Linked DNA regions of Mus musculus: region 2 is linked to region 1. Evidence: chromatin contacts called from public targeted proximity ligation data. All regions are on one chromosome and are shown on one strand. The core of a region is the stretch at or near the end of the contact, and the rest is flanking DNA. Distances in the headings are between cores, read along the strand shown.

Region 1 (6,658 bases), core at 2,519-5,018:
TACACTCTGGACTTACAAGCCCTCTCTACACTCAGTTGTGGGCAAGGCCATCTTCTTATATAAATAAAAGGTGGATCAAGTCCTCTTCTTTCAAATTATGGGGATCAATAGAAGTGTTGAGGGACTGAGGGTAGACAGATCAGCAGAGCCTTGGCCCTGGGCTGCCTCTGTGTCAGCCCAATCAGCCTAAGTAAGTGTACTCTTTTCCATATTAGGGTTCATACGTGTTTGGAAAAAGTGACTTTTTGGAAAAAAAAAAAGTATGTAAAATGATTAGACCAGATGATTTTATGCTTAGCATTTCTGTGATTTTCTTCCATGATCTGTAAGTTGTCACATATTGTGCACATTTCAATATTCCTCACCAGAGAGATTAATGGATTAAACAAGTTTGCCAGCTTCCCTCACGTTCTATGATGGAAGTATGTTAGATGAAAAGAGAATCAGTGGTGTCTGCTGACCAGTGACTAGAGCCCATTGAGTTATTCTTATTAAGTACTCTCCCGGAGAGCCATCCACTGCTCTTAACTTTACACATGTTCAGATCCAGTTTAATGATCTGTTACCCGAGGAAGATGGGAAACCAGGGAATGGGCAACGCTTGCCCTTCCACGTTCATTATCCACATTGAGCCTCTTTGCGTTTTGAAGGAACTGATCTGGAAGTCTCATGGTCCTGACCTTTTCTTTTGCTCCCACAGAAGGAAGAATTCTGTTCAGAAATGAGGCGAACGAATGTTTGGACACCGTTGCATGAAGTGTTTTAAAACTGCCCTGACCATCTTGCCAAATGAGTCTCTGCTCATGAGGCCCAACAAGATGAACCAGCCAAGGAGGGATAGTGTCCTGCCCTGTACGAACAGTGACTGCTGACGTCTGAGAGCAAGCTGGGGGTACTGAATGTTGTCTGCCAGGACCATGAAGGAAGTGGTTTACTGGTCACCCAAGAAGGTGGCAGACTGGCTGCTGGAGAATGCTATGCCAGAATACTGTGAGCCTCTGGAGCACTTCACAGGCCAGGACTTAATCAACCTAACCCAAGAGGATTTCAAAAAACCCCCACTGTACCGAGTCTCCTCTGACAATGGGCAGCGACTCTTAGACATGATAGAGACCCTGAAGATGGAGCACCATATGGAAGCACACAAGAATGGCCACGCCAACGGACACCTCAGCATTGGCGTTGACATTCCCAACCCCGATGGCAGCTTCAGCATCAAGACTAAACCCAACGGAATGCCAAATGGGTTTAGGAAAGAGATGATCAAGATCCCCATGCCAGAACCGGAGCGCTCCCAGTATCCCATGGAGTGGGGCAAGACTTTCCTGGCCTTTCTTTATGCACTTTCCTGTTTTGTTCTCACTACAGTGATGATCTCGGTCGTCCATGAACGAGTACCTCCTAAGGAGGTGCAGCCTCCACTACCGGACACGTTTTTTGACCATTTTAACCGGGTGCAGTGGGCGTTTTCTATTTGCGAAATTAACGGCATGATCCTTGTAGGACTCTGGCTATTTCAGTGGCTGCTCTTAAAATACAAGTAAGTAGAGTAAACACTCTTGAGATCCAGCCATGAAGGGGTTTGCACACAGGGATCCAGTTATTGGAAATGAAATTTACCAAGTGTTGAAATCAAAGCTTAGGAATTCCCTTTCCTTTCCATTCTGAAGCCACACACCCATGGAACTAATTGAAGCTCCTACAGCTTTGAGAGGATGATGTATTTGTTGCCTGTTCGCTACAAGATTGCTCCAGAATTAAGACCATGAGCAATGCTAGTCTATTTTCAAGCAGTAGGAAAGAAAACACTTAGACATCTTCAGAGAGCTGAGGCTGTTGAGTAACAGAGGGGGAAACACCTACCTAGTCTTGAATGGTGTTTACTCAGGTGAATTGTTGCCAACCTCCCACCCCTGTCAGACCTAGAACCTCATCACTAAGTATTCACAGTTTTTGACATGTTTTAGACAGATATTCTACAATGACTTTGCTTGGGAAAAATTTGATTATCTCATTTAATTTAAGCAGGAAGCATGGTGCAGAATCTATTTGATTCCATCTTACAGGATGTGTGGATAAGTACCTGTATTCACTTTTAGTTGGTTCCACTGTGATTTTCACGTCCCAAGCTCTAAACACAACGGGGACCGCCCAAAGGGAGCTGTTTACTTAGGAACACCTCGTCCCTTCCTTTAATTAACTGCGCTTGTTCATGCTGTCTGGTTGTCTTCCGAGTGGACCACCTTGTGGCATTCCTGGATGGTGTTGGGAATTACAGTTTCTCCCTACCCACTGGATGTAGGAGCATCAGTAGGAGGTACTAGCCACGGCCCAAGCTTGCTGCTCTTGTGCCTTGGACAGTGTCACCAAATCCACAGAGTGAAAAAGGCTATCCCTGGGACTGAGGCACTCATCCCTGGAACTGCCACTCTCTGTGTCACTCTGTGTGTCTGCTACTGATGATGGGGACACTGAGTTTCTCTGTAGTAGACTGAGTTGCCTGAGCCCAAGTATGGCTGGCTATTAAAAGGAGTCATATTCCATCAAGAAAACAAAATGCAGGTGGAGTGTTCCTGTTGAACTTTTCTGAGTGGTTTCCTGGTGTTGGATAAAGTCTCTCAGCTTATGAAGTCATGTGTCTTCAAGCAGAAGGAGTAGGCCCCTGCTGGCTTTGCCAGGGGACCCTCGTCCCTGTGAGAAGTCACTGACATAGCAGCCACGGGTTTACTTGGATCTAGCTTGACAATTTTATAAGTGAAGTAGAAGTTTGAATAGAATTGATGGGCTATGCTACCGTGGAGGTGTTGGAGAAAAAAAAGGAAAAAAAAAAGTTTTGCTGTTGTTGTTGCTGCTGCTGCTTCTTCTGCTACTTTGGTTTTAAGAGAAGCTGGTTTCAGAGAGAGTGATGTTCAGAATTCCTGACATGCATGCTGTTGTTGACTGACACATTTTAGTCCTGTTTTTCCCTTAGGAACATTTTAACATTTCCCCTTTGCCCCGTTAAAGGTCCATTGAAAATATTTCCCACGCTCCTCAAATTATGCTACCTATTTTTTTTTTCCCTTAAAATTTGCTTTATTTTTTGTGAGTTTACTTTCTGGGTTTTCCATCAAAATTTGTACACACAGGCAATTTTACTGCCCCAGAACATAACTCGGTCAGTCAGACTGAGTCCTTCACAGAACTGCGGTGTTTTATCATTTCAGTCTTGCTCTGAGGAAACGTTCAAATCACAGGAAGAGTTCATTTAAAGGTTTTCTTTTTCTAGCAGGGAAATTTTTCACAAAATTGAACTTTCTAACTCTAAACTCTTTAAACTTTCTAATTCGGTATTCTCCTGGTACTTATGGCCAACACCGCGATCATTTATTTACTTATTTATTCAGATTCTCCAGCAGCAGTAAACCAGCTGGGATGTGTTCCGCAAAGCTAACTCAGAGCAGGCCTGGGTCCTTGCTGTGGCTGTGGCTTTTCATTCGAGGGGCCTTAGATGAGCCCTTTCATCTCAGGAGCCTAAGCCTGTCCAGCAAACAGCAGCTTCCCAGGCAAGGCTTCTGCTGCCCTAGAAAACGTTTGAAACTGGCCCTGACTTTGCTGGGTAAGGCACTGTGATGGAATTTGAGTTTATGTATCCTGTTTAGGCCTCTGTAAGGCCCTCACTTCAGCTTTTTCCTTTGGAAGCAGATTGTCGCCCTAAGTGTCCCCAACCATGACTGTGTCCTCTGTCCTCTCCCAGTACTGGTATGTTGCACTCCAGGCATGGGTGGGGCCGGGCAGGGCGGGGCACTGATAGTGTAGGAAGTATAAGGGGAGGAGTATCTTCCCTGGCTCTTATCAGAAAGACAAAACCTTTTGTACTATGACGTTGATACGACAACCCAACACCTACTCGTTTCTAGTTAACTGGCTATGTGACACTTTTTTTCTCTGAACCATTTTGGAAACATGGGTGTTCTCCTTAACTTTCCTTGTGTTTGACTCCTATGAGTTTGGCCCCTCTCTCTGGAGTCCACCAGCCATGAGCCATTTAACTCAGCCCCTCAGAATCAGAGCTGTTTGGCTGGTATTAAGTTCCCAATAAAGCCCAAATTCCCCCCAGATGATTCTGACTTTAAGAATCCCAGAGTCCGTTTCATGCCAGCCTGTTCCTTCTTCCTTCGGACTTTCTATCTTTGGAGAAAAGACAAAGTTGTCAGGAATAATGTACTAATTGGAAAATGAGACCGCTGGTATAATGGCCGATATCCACCAGCACCAAGCCCTTTAGAACCAGGCTTTCAGGGCTCTGGATACCTCGATTCTGAATCTGTGACATTCAGCTCTGTCTTATATTGTATACAGTTGTCCTTCACTGTGAAAGTAGGTTCTGAAGTTTTTGGTTTTTAAAATTGTAAATAATGTTGTCTCCCCATTTAGAATTGGACTTTCAAGCCACTGACTAGGAAAAATTCCCGGGAAATCTCTGCCTTTGTGTCAGACTTCACTGCAAACCAGGTACCCCTTGTTTTAAGAAAGCACCATGACGAGCATTCTGAGCTTGCAGACTGTAGAGCCGAGGCCTGGGACTCTGTGTATGGCTCTCCGCTAACACGGAGGCTCCTGCATGTTCCCTGCGGCCCCACTCTGTGAGGACATTGCCAACCCTTGACAGAGAAGGTGGCGCTGTAGTGTTCAAGTCAGGTTTCCTTACTAGGCTGAGTGTGTAATCTGGGTGCCTCAGACTCTCCTCGACCAAAACCAGATCTGTGAGCTAAGTTTCCTAACGTGGTCTCCGTCTCCACCAGCGTCCCTCAGCCCCATCTCTAGAAACACAGATCAAACTCATTTAGCATTGTCCAGATGACTTCCGTCAGTTCTGTTTGTAGGCATGTCTCTCTTTTCACTTCTAACTGGGGATCCACACTGTGGAATCAGATGAAGCTCAAGGCTCTCCACAATAGAATTTAAGTCTGACCTTAACGCCGTTCCTCCAAGTCTCTGTAAACACCTGAAGCTCACATCACTTTCCATTCTGTCAATTTTATATCTCTCTCCTTTTGAATTTTCTTAAAGGAGAAAAGGACACAATGTCCCTTACTCACTCTTGTATCCCAATGCCTGTGACAGAGCGTGACACACGTAAACATAAACGTAAAATGTGTTCATTTTAACTCCATCCCTTCATTCAACTTGAAGTCAGTGAGCAACCTACTGTCCTCGAGCTGTGCTGGGCCCCGGGAGCACTGAGCAAGTAGAGAGCTCTAGTGAGGTGATGTGTCCGTGCAGAGTGAGGCAGGCAGGCACCAGCTGAGGCTATGACAATAGCCAGTGTAAGGGACCTAGGAAAGGGGAGTCAGCATGAGGGCTCAGAGGGTTGGAAATAGGGCTAAAGTGATATTTTCAGATTGGGTAATTATGAAAGGCCACTGGTGAGAGAGGAGTTTAGTAGACACTTGAGTCAAATGAAAGACAATTCCAAGTAGGTATTTGGGAAAGAGTGTTCTAGATAGAAACCATAGCAAGTGTATGAGGCTGGGGTTTATTTCTCTGACTCAATTAAGTATTTGTAATGGCCCAGGAAGCTGGGGAGAGTTGTGACGTAAGACTCTAGTGAATTATGGGCAGGGCCTCAAATGGAACCAGTAGCCACTGGTGTGTAATGCTATAAACACACTTACACTTTGGAAGAATTATGTAGGTCAGCAGAATGAAATGATCAGGTAGGGCACTTACTACCAAGCCTAAACCTGGAATTTGGATCTCAGAACCCATATGGTGGAAGGAGAGTAGTGAATCCCATGAGTTATCCTATGACCTACACACACACACACACACACACACACATACATACACACACATACACATACACATACATACATACTTGCATACGTACATACACACACACACACACATACATACACACATACATACATACATACTTGCATACACACACATACAAATAACATGCTAAAAAATTTTTTTAAATTATATGGTTACTTTGTAGATAATAGGATAGAACAAGTTAAGTCCAGAGAATTGTTTGAGACACCAGTTGCCATAGTGGAAAAAGCTGGTTTGTTACATTGTTTCTCATACAAAGCTTTGGATCTGCTCATGAAACCCTGGTTTTTATATGTGACTTACAGAGGGAGGATCCCACTAATTCACAGATTCTCACAACTGTTGTTGAATAGATTTTCTTTGGAACACAGTCAAGTAGCTCATATCCTGTGCTGTGTTTTCTGCTATAGTTTGGGGGTCAGACCCTCCCCTCAGAAGAACGGGGTAGTCATTTGGGCGAGGGGCAGATTATCTAAGTGTGAATTGAATATACCTAGTAGCAACCCATTGGTAGTATAAATATGTGAAGAAAAAAGAAAAAGAGTGTCAGATTACAGGGTGGACTCAAAGGAGCTCAGTGGCAGAGGTGTTTGGTGATAAGTAAGAGATCATCAGGAGCTGCAGGGTCACAGTGGGATTAGTTGCTATGTGGAAATGATCATTGAATAAAATCTATGAAAACTGATCCCAAAGGGAAGACTAAGAGACATGATTGGACAGATTCTGACTATGACCATTTGATATTTGCATTTAAAAGTATCTCACACATGTGGTTCCCAGTGTTGTTCTTCTAGGCTGATCTTCACAGTGCTAGGATGGGTTTTTAGTGTTTAGCAAC
Region 2 (6,658 bases), core at 2,839-5,338, 350 kb before region 1:
ACATGACATTGCTAATTAAAGGTGCCTGTAGGAAGTAATAACTATTTCATAGTTTATATAGACTATAGTAAAGATGGTTTTGTTTTGTTTTTTTGTTGTTGTTGGTTTTTTTTTTTTTTTTTTTTCCTGAGACAGGGTTTCTCTGTGTAGCCCTGGCTGTCCTGGAACTCACTCTGTAGACCAGGCTGGCCTCGAACTCAGAAATCCGCCTGCCTCTGCCTCCCAATGCTGGGATTAAAGGCGTGCGCCACCACTGCCCGGCTTGTAAAGATGTTTTAAGTTTATGAAATAATGTCAAAGAGGGAAGAATGAGCATGATTTTGTGTGTGTGCATGCATGTATGTGTGTTCTGCTCTTACTGCAGCTCAAAGCATCCAGCTGGAAGCAGATGTTCTTATAACTAAGAGCAAGAGAACATGGTGGTGCTGCTCATATTAAAATAAAAGATACTTAAAAAATGGCCATATTAAAATCTGCAAGAAGCAATAAGGAACAGCCTTTTCAAAGCTCCATTGACTGATCTGCTAGGCGTGGCATAAGTATTACTCCTTGTCAAGGGCTCGGTACCATGTTCATTTCTCTTCTCATGTGGGGTGGGGCGTAGAGAAAAGCAGGTAAGATAACAACAAGGAAATGTAATTCTGGCTTGTACAGATAGCAGCATATGACTGTTGAGAAAGCCTCTCATCTCAGGAGGGACTTGCTAAGAGGCAGTGTCTGGAGAGTCCGTGCACACACTGCTCCCTGCCCCTGATAGCTCAGCCAAGTGCAGCAGCAGGCTCGCACTGTGAGTGCAGGAGCCCATGTGTAAAGATGAAGAGGACACGGCCACCTTGGTCAGCACAGCCAGCTAACCTCACTAAAAATACCATGCACTAAACTTACAAGGGGAGTTCAAGGAAAATAGCCTACCTCTAGAAAACTATTACCCCAAGTCTTATTTAGTTCTTTTTTTCCTTTTTTTGAGACAGGGTCTCACTGTGTAGCTCTGGCTGGCCTGAAATTCACTATGTAGACGAGTCCAGCCTCAAACTCATCTGCCTACCCCCGAACTCCTGACTTCCAAGTGCTAGGATTAAAGAAAGGCATGGACTACCACACAGGCCATAAAGTCAAATGTTTTAGATTAGTTTCCTTCAGGTAGACTACACCTGAAAATTATTCAAAATAAATGTGTGGCTTGCTATTCTGACTCTGGATGCAAGCTCATTTGGGTCAAAGCCCTCATAAACGTGAGCATCTGCTGAAGTGAGGACAGTGGAAGGTGGGTCCCCCACAGCTGAACTCTGAGGGCACAAGAACACACTCAGCAAGTTATGCCAAAGGAAGATAAGCCACTTCCTCTGCAGTTGCTGGACTGACCCATAGCAATACATTAGCATGAGGCACAGAGCAGCAAATCAATGTGTGAGAGCGAATAGTCACAGACCATAAGAGCTGGGGTAGCTCCAGCAGCAGGGGTCAGAGGTCATACTCATTAGTGGTGTAAGGGTTTAGAGTCCAAGAGGCCATTCAGGTTGGTTCTCGTTCTAAAATATAAGTGTAAATACCACACTGAAGACAAACACCACAGCAAGTAGTACAGTCACTTGACTGAGCAGCATATTTTAGAAATCACCAGATATCCCAAAGCACCAAACATAAATAAAAAGTCCAGGTAGCCTGTGGCTAAGTTTAATAGATACAATCAGAGCCAAAACAAAGGACCATCTAAAATAAGTGATCTGGGAAAAACCGAAACATCCCCGTGTGTAAGAAATTCTTGTATAGAGTAGGACAAGCCATTTAAGATAACAGACACTCATTTACTTCCAAACCACTGCTGATTTAAAATAATCTCAAGCCAGCTTTCTGGGAACAGAACAGTATTCCACCTGGGAGTTCTGCAAGACTGCGCGGTGTGTCAGTGCTACGTCACAAGGCTTCTAGTCTAGGAATCTGGATTCACCAACTTTAAAGGCATGTCCATATCAAATCACAGGGTGTAAGTTCTTACTTGGCATAAATTCATCCAAGGATTATTAAAGGCGAGGACCATCTACCTAAGATTTTTAGTCAGAAGTGGTATACAGTAAGAAAAAAAAAAACTGTTAAAATTTCTTGTTTCTCCTGTGTTCGTGGTTAAACCCAGGGCTTTGTATACATGGGGCAAGCATCCTGCCAATCCCTACACTTCCAGATCTGTCCTTGCTTTGACTTTAGAGATTGGGTCTCACCACAGAGCCGATTTCTCCTGGGATTCACCATTTACCCAGGCTGCTGTCTAATATTTGATGCTTCTGCTTCCACTTCCCTGCTTCTGGGAATGCAGGCAGGGAGTGCCTTGTATATCCAAAACATACATACACCCATAACACACACACACAACACACACGCGCGCACGCACACACTAACTTCATTCTTGATTTTTTTTCATTTCAAATACAACACAGAAAGAGTTCAATAGATAACTATGTTGAGGTTGTAAGGGTAAGAAGGCAAACTGAGCCTACTTTCAATTAAGCAACGGGAAGAACATTAAATTAAGGTCAGGGAGAGTTCTCTATGCAGTCTGGTTGGCTCTAACTCCTTCCAAGTTAGCTGCTTGGGTACTTGGGCTAAGTCTGAGACCATGACAGACTGTGTTACATGGTCCTTCCATTAGTAACAGCTCAGAGCATTAACTGCTTAAGTCTCAAACATATGCTTTTCTTCATTATGTTGTTTCCCATAGCCTGAATTCAACTTAGTTATCACTGGGCATTTAAGTTTTACTTAAAGTTTAATTAGAGAAATAACCAGATGACAAAGCAACCTCAACTCGTCAAGGCTTTCCTAAAGAACAGCTTTCTCTCTCGCTCTGGCTGTCCTAGAACTCACTCTGTAGACCAGGCTGGCCTTGAACTCTGAAATCCGCCTGCCTCTGCCTCCCAAGTATTGGGGTTAAAGGCGTGCGCCACCACTGCCCAGCAAGAACAGCTTTATTCCAGAGGCTCTGAGTGTAAGAAAAGCATCTGAATTGGTTCTGAGATATGACTCAAATCACCTTAGACAATAATTAAAAATTATTTTAAAATCAGTAAGTTCAAAGTCAAGGGTCCACTTATAACTAAGAATGCCAGAACGCTCTTCTTCACTTATAAACAAGACACAGCAGCAGTATGGAACTGATTTCTACTTCGTTGTTCAAATCTATTGGTAAACTATCAGATATACCTTTGTTCAACGACATCTATGGAAACATGTATGTCAAAAGGGGAACATCCCCTTCGAAGGGTTAATATAGTCCTTAAACATCTGTTCACATTTACATTTGCCTGCCCTTTCATGAGACTTACTCAAATTTCTGTTTGGGGGCATTTTAAAAAATATCACTTTCTCTTCTAAATTACACTGGAACAACAAAAGTGTGTGTGAGTGTGTGTTGGGGGATGGGGTAAGGATCTTCAATTATGGGCAGTTGTTCCGTGAGTTGTGGGGTTTCTCGTGTATACACTGTGTGCTGGCCATTATCACCCCCTAGTCTTCTCTCACTCCCTCTAAACCTTTCTTCTTCCCAACAATTTCTCTTCTTGCTTTCATCTTTTTGTTTGCATTGTTTTTTGTGACCCTCTGAGTTTTACTATTTTGAATTTTTTTGATCAGCTTATATTATAATCACCATTCCAAATACTTCAAACCAAATATACAAGAGTATATGATCGAATCTTTATCAGCAGTCATTAAAAGTATGCTCACAGTTTTGATAAAGGCTCTGACTTTTTGAAGGGGGATATTTATTCTGGCTCATGTTCAGAGGGCTTAGTCACATTCACCCTCCTGACAAGGTAAATGGACAGAGCACTGTGTAGCAGGAGGAACCTGGCTGGGTAGAGCTGTTCACTTCACGGCCCATCAGGAAGAGAGAGAAAAGAGAAATCAGTTAACTCCTATAAGGAAGCAATCAGAGTTCATTTTCAGGAACACGCTGCCACTGCTCCAAGCACTAAAACTGAATAGGTCCATCAAGTTGTAAGCCAACTCCTGGTTCACGTTCATGCAGGCCCAACCAAGCACCTCACGAAAGCGCCACCTGCCCAGCTTCTGCCTGGACTGTATCCCAAGGCGCAGAGAGTGCGCCTGGAGGTCACGGTCAACCTTTGCTGAGTCAGCACTCCAGAGCCAAGTTAGGATGAAGTGCGAATGAAGTGATGCAACTGGGAATCAGTGTGCCTGTGTCCTCAATCTCTCCCTCCCCTCTCCCTCCTTCTCCCCGCCCCCACCACACCCTCTCACACACATCCACACAAATAACATCAGAAGGGCTTGTTAGAAAGAAGGGGGGTTCAGTGGGAAGGGGACAGAACCAGAAAGGGTGATAGATAATTATGCTGAAGCGAGATCATGCGCATGTGTGAAATGTACTAAGCTTGCCTGTGTGAGCATAGGCACAGGCAGCATCCAATGGCCACACCACTGAAGAATGACCCCACCCCTTCCTCGCCCCAGCACGCACTAGCTGACTACAGCCCCTCAGCTGCAGTGGAGTCTCATGCTCTACCTTATGTCTGACTTGGGATCTCTCCTGAATCAGCAGCTGAGCAGCTGGGCTATGCAGCTGGCCAGTGAGCCCTAGGGCTCTCTTTCTGCCTTTCTCTGAGTCCCGGTGTAGGGCTTACAGAAGTGTGCTGTCACATCCTGGTTTTGCATGGGTGCTGGGGATTCAAATTCAGATCTTCATGGCTCACACAGTGAACACTTTACGCACTGAGCCACCTCCTTAGTTCCTAAATCAGACCTGAGAGAGAATAAGTCCAGTGTATCAAATGAATTACCTAACGTTACCCAGGAAGAAGGTGGCTTTGTAAATTGCATCCTTTATTATATAAATAAACGAGAAGATTTTATTGTCTTCAATTCAAACCAAATTTAATCTGAAGACTAAAATTACACCAAGAAATGAAACTATGTAAATGTTCAAAGTAGGTAAATGCCTTAAGCAATTCAAAATGCTCAGTAAGAAGACCCAATAATTGCATGTTTTCCCTTAAGCATACACAGCTACATCTTTCTAAGCTCTTAATTTATGTTTCACACGCAACTGGCGTTACACAAACTATGCTTTCAAACATGATCTAGGACTATCAGATGGCACTTCGGACAAATTTCACAATGTGCACACTTACGTAAGAGCACATACAAATGGTTGGAACTGCCAGAGCAATGAGACGCTTTGAGAAGAAAATTACAAAAAGTAAATTTTGTTTACAAGTCTTCAATATTTGACTGCAGTAGATCTCTGGAGAAGTACACATTTGGCAATGTAAGCCTGGAATGAAAATGACACAAATGTCCTTTTTATGTAAAAATATGTAGAAATTAAGCTCACAAGATAGAAGAACAGGGATAAAGCTCTATTGTCCTCCCTACTAGCATTAGGAAGCTAGAATTATATGAAACAGTAGTTTTCAGTCAGACAACAGAGTAAGAGAGAAGGCAAACGGGTTGAACCCAGCAGCTGTCCAGGCTGACTGTTTAGCGTCTGCAGGCTGTGGTGGAGGGTGGAGGGTGGAGGGCAGAGGCCATGGCAGCCCTGAGGTGAGTGAGGTCCAGGGAGGGAACACTGGCAGGAACTCATGGAACAGATATACTTCGGGACAGGGAGCTCTGGAGTCCAGAGGGGCCGCTCTCAACGTCAGCCATTATGTTACACATAGACTCACACATGGGAACCCAGGAGGAAGGCATCGGCAAAATACACTTCCAAGGCTAACAAGCCAAACTGGTGAACGCTCAGATGCACGGGGAAGAGAGGACTCCTGGTCAGACAGATCAGCAAAAGACAAAGAAGAGGGCCGGGAGACGGCACAGAGTTCAGCTCCTTGCTCTTGCAGGGGATCTGGGTTCTGTTCCCTAGATCCATGCTGAATAGCTCACAAATGCATATAACTCCAGCTTCAAGGGATCTGACACCCTCTTCTGCCATGTGCAGGAACACACACACACACACACACACACACACACACACACACGTAAAAATAAAATAAACCTTAAAAAGAGACGGAGAGCTAATGACTTAGGCACACAGGTGAGATCGAGCCAGCTGTACTACTTCTATGCTGAGATAGATGACTTTATGTTAACTGTAGTTCAATGCAGCTGTAAGCACAACACGAGGAGTGGACACATTGAAGCTTGGTAAGAGCACCTCTTTGGTCTTTGATTACCCACAAAGACATCTCTTCCCGTAAAGACTTGCATGTGACCTCATCATTCCAACTCACCCCCTGAGTATTTTGGGTTTTACATACAGATGCTCTTACTGGAGTGCCCTCCCATCTGGAACCTGGGTTCTTGCAGACAATTTGAAGGTATGCATCTTTGCATAATCTCTATTGCACGCAAACGAACACCCTTAGTGCTCAAAAATAGCATGAGGACTGCTCTGTACTCATGAGACCTGTGGTTCTGTGGGTACGCTTCACTTGCCAGTGTTCTGAGAAGAGGGGTACCTGAACCTTACAGCAACACAAATTTAAAAAAAAAAAAAAGGGAGCATTTTAAATTAACATCTAGAACACACATTACGTGCGCTTGTTTTTCTCTGGTCTAGGAAAGGTGCCCACGATTTATTCCACTATATTATCCAAGTCAAACCATCAAACCAAGGAGTCACTGACTGGGTATGCACTTGTTGTGA

The links.
Region 2: a contact with region 1 is called in a targeted proximity ligation map of embryonic stem cells, with 4 times the contacts expected there. A contact is called at or near these places in 3 of 484 Hi-C or Micro-C datasets (bone marrow-derived macrophages, female germline stem cells and uterus), 1 of 130 datasets of targeted methods (embryonic stem cells) and 1 of 9 other capture datasets (adipose tissue).

Annotation. Positions count from the first base shown.
Region 1 is chr19:32,154,406-32,161,063 of GRCm38.p6, reverse strand. Sgms1 (sphingomyelin synthase 1) reads left to right here. Exons shown (of 10, transcript NM_144792.5): 6 at 701-1,540. The coding sequence starts at 900. Among named protein-coding and RNA genes, the nearest start is that of Asah2, 55 kb to the right of the region's middle.
Region 2 is chr19:32,505,186-32,511,843 of GRCm38.p6, reverse strand. All of the region lies in intron 4 of Minpp1 (multiple inositol polyphosphate histidine phosphatase 1), which reads right to left. Among named protein-coding and RNA genes, the nearest start is that of Minpp1, 23 kb to the right of the region's middle.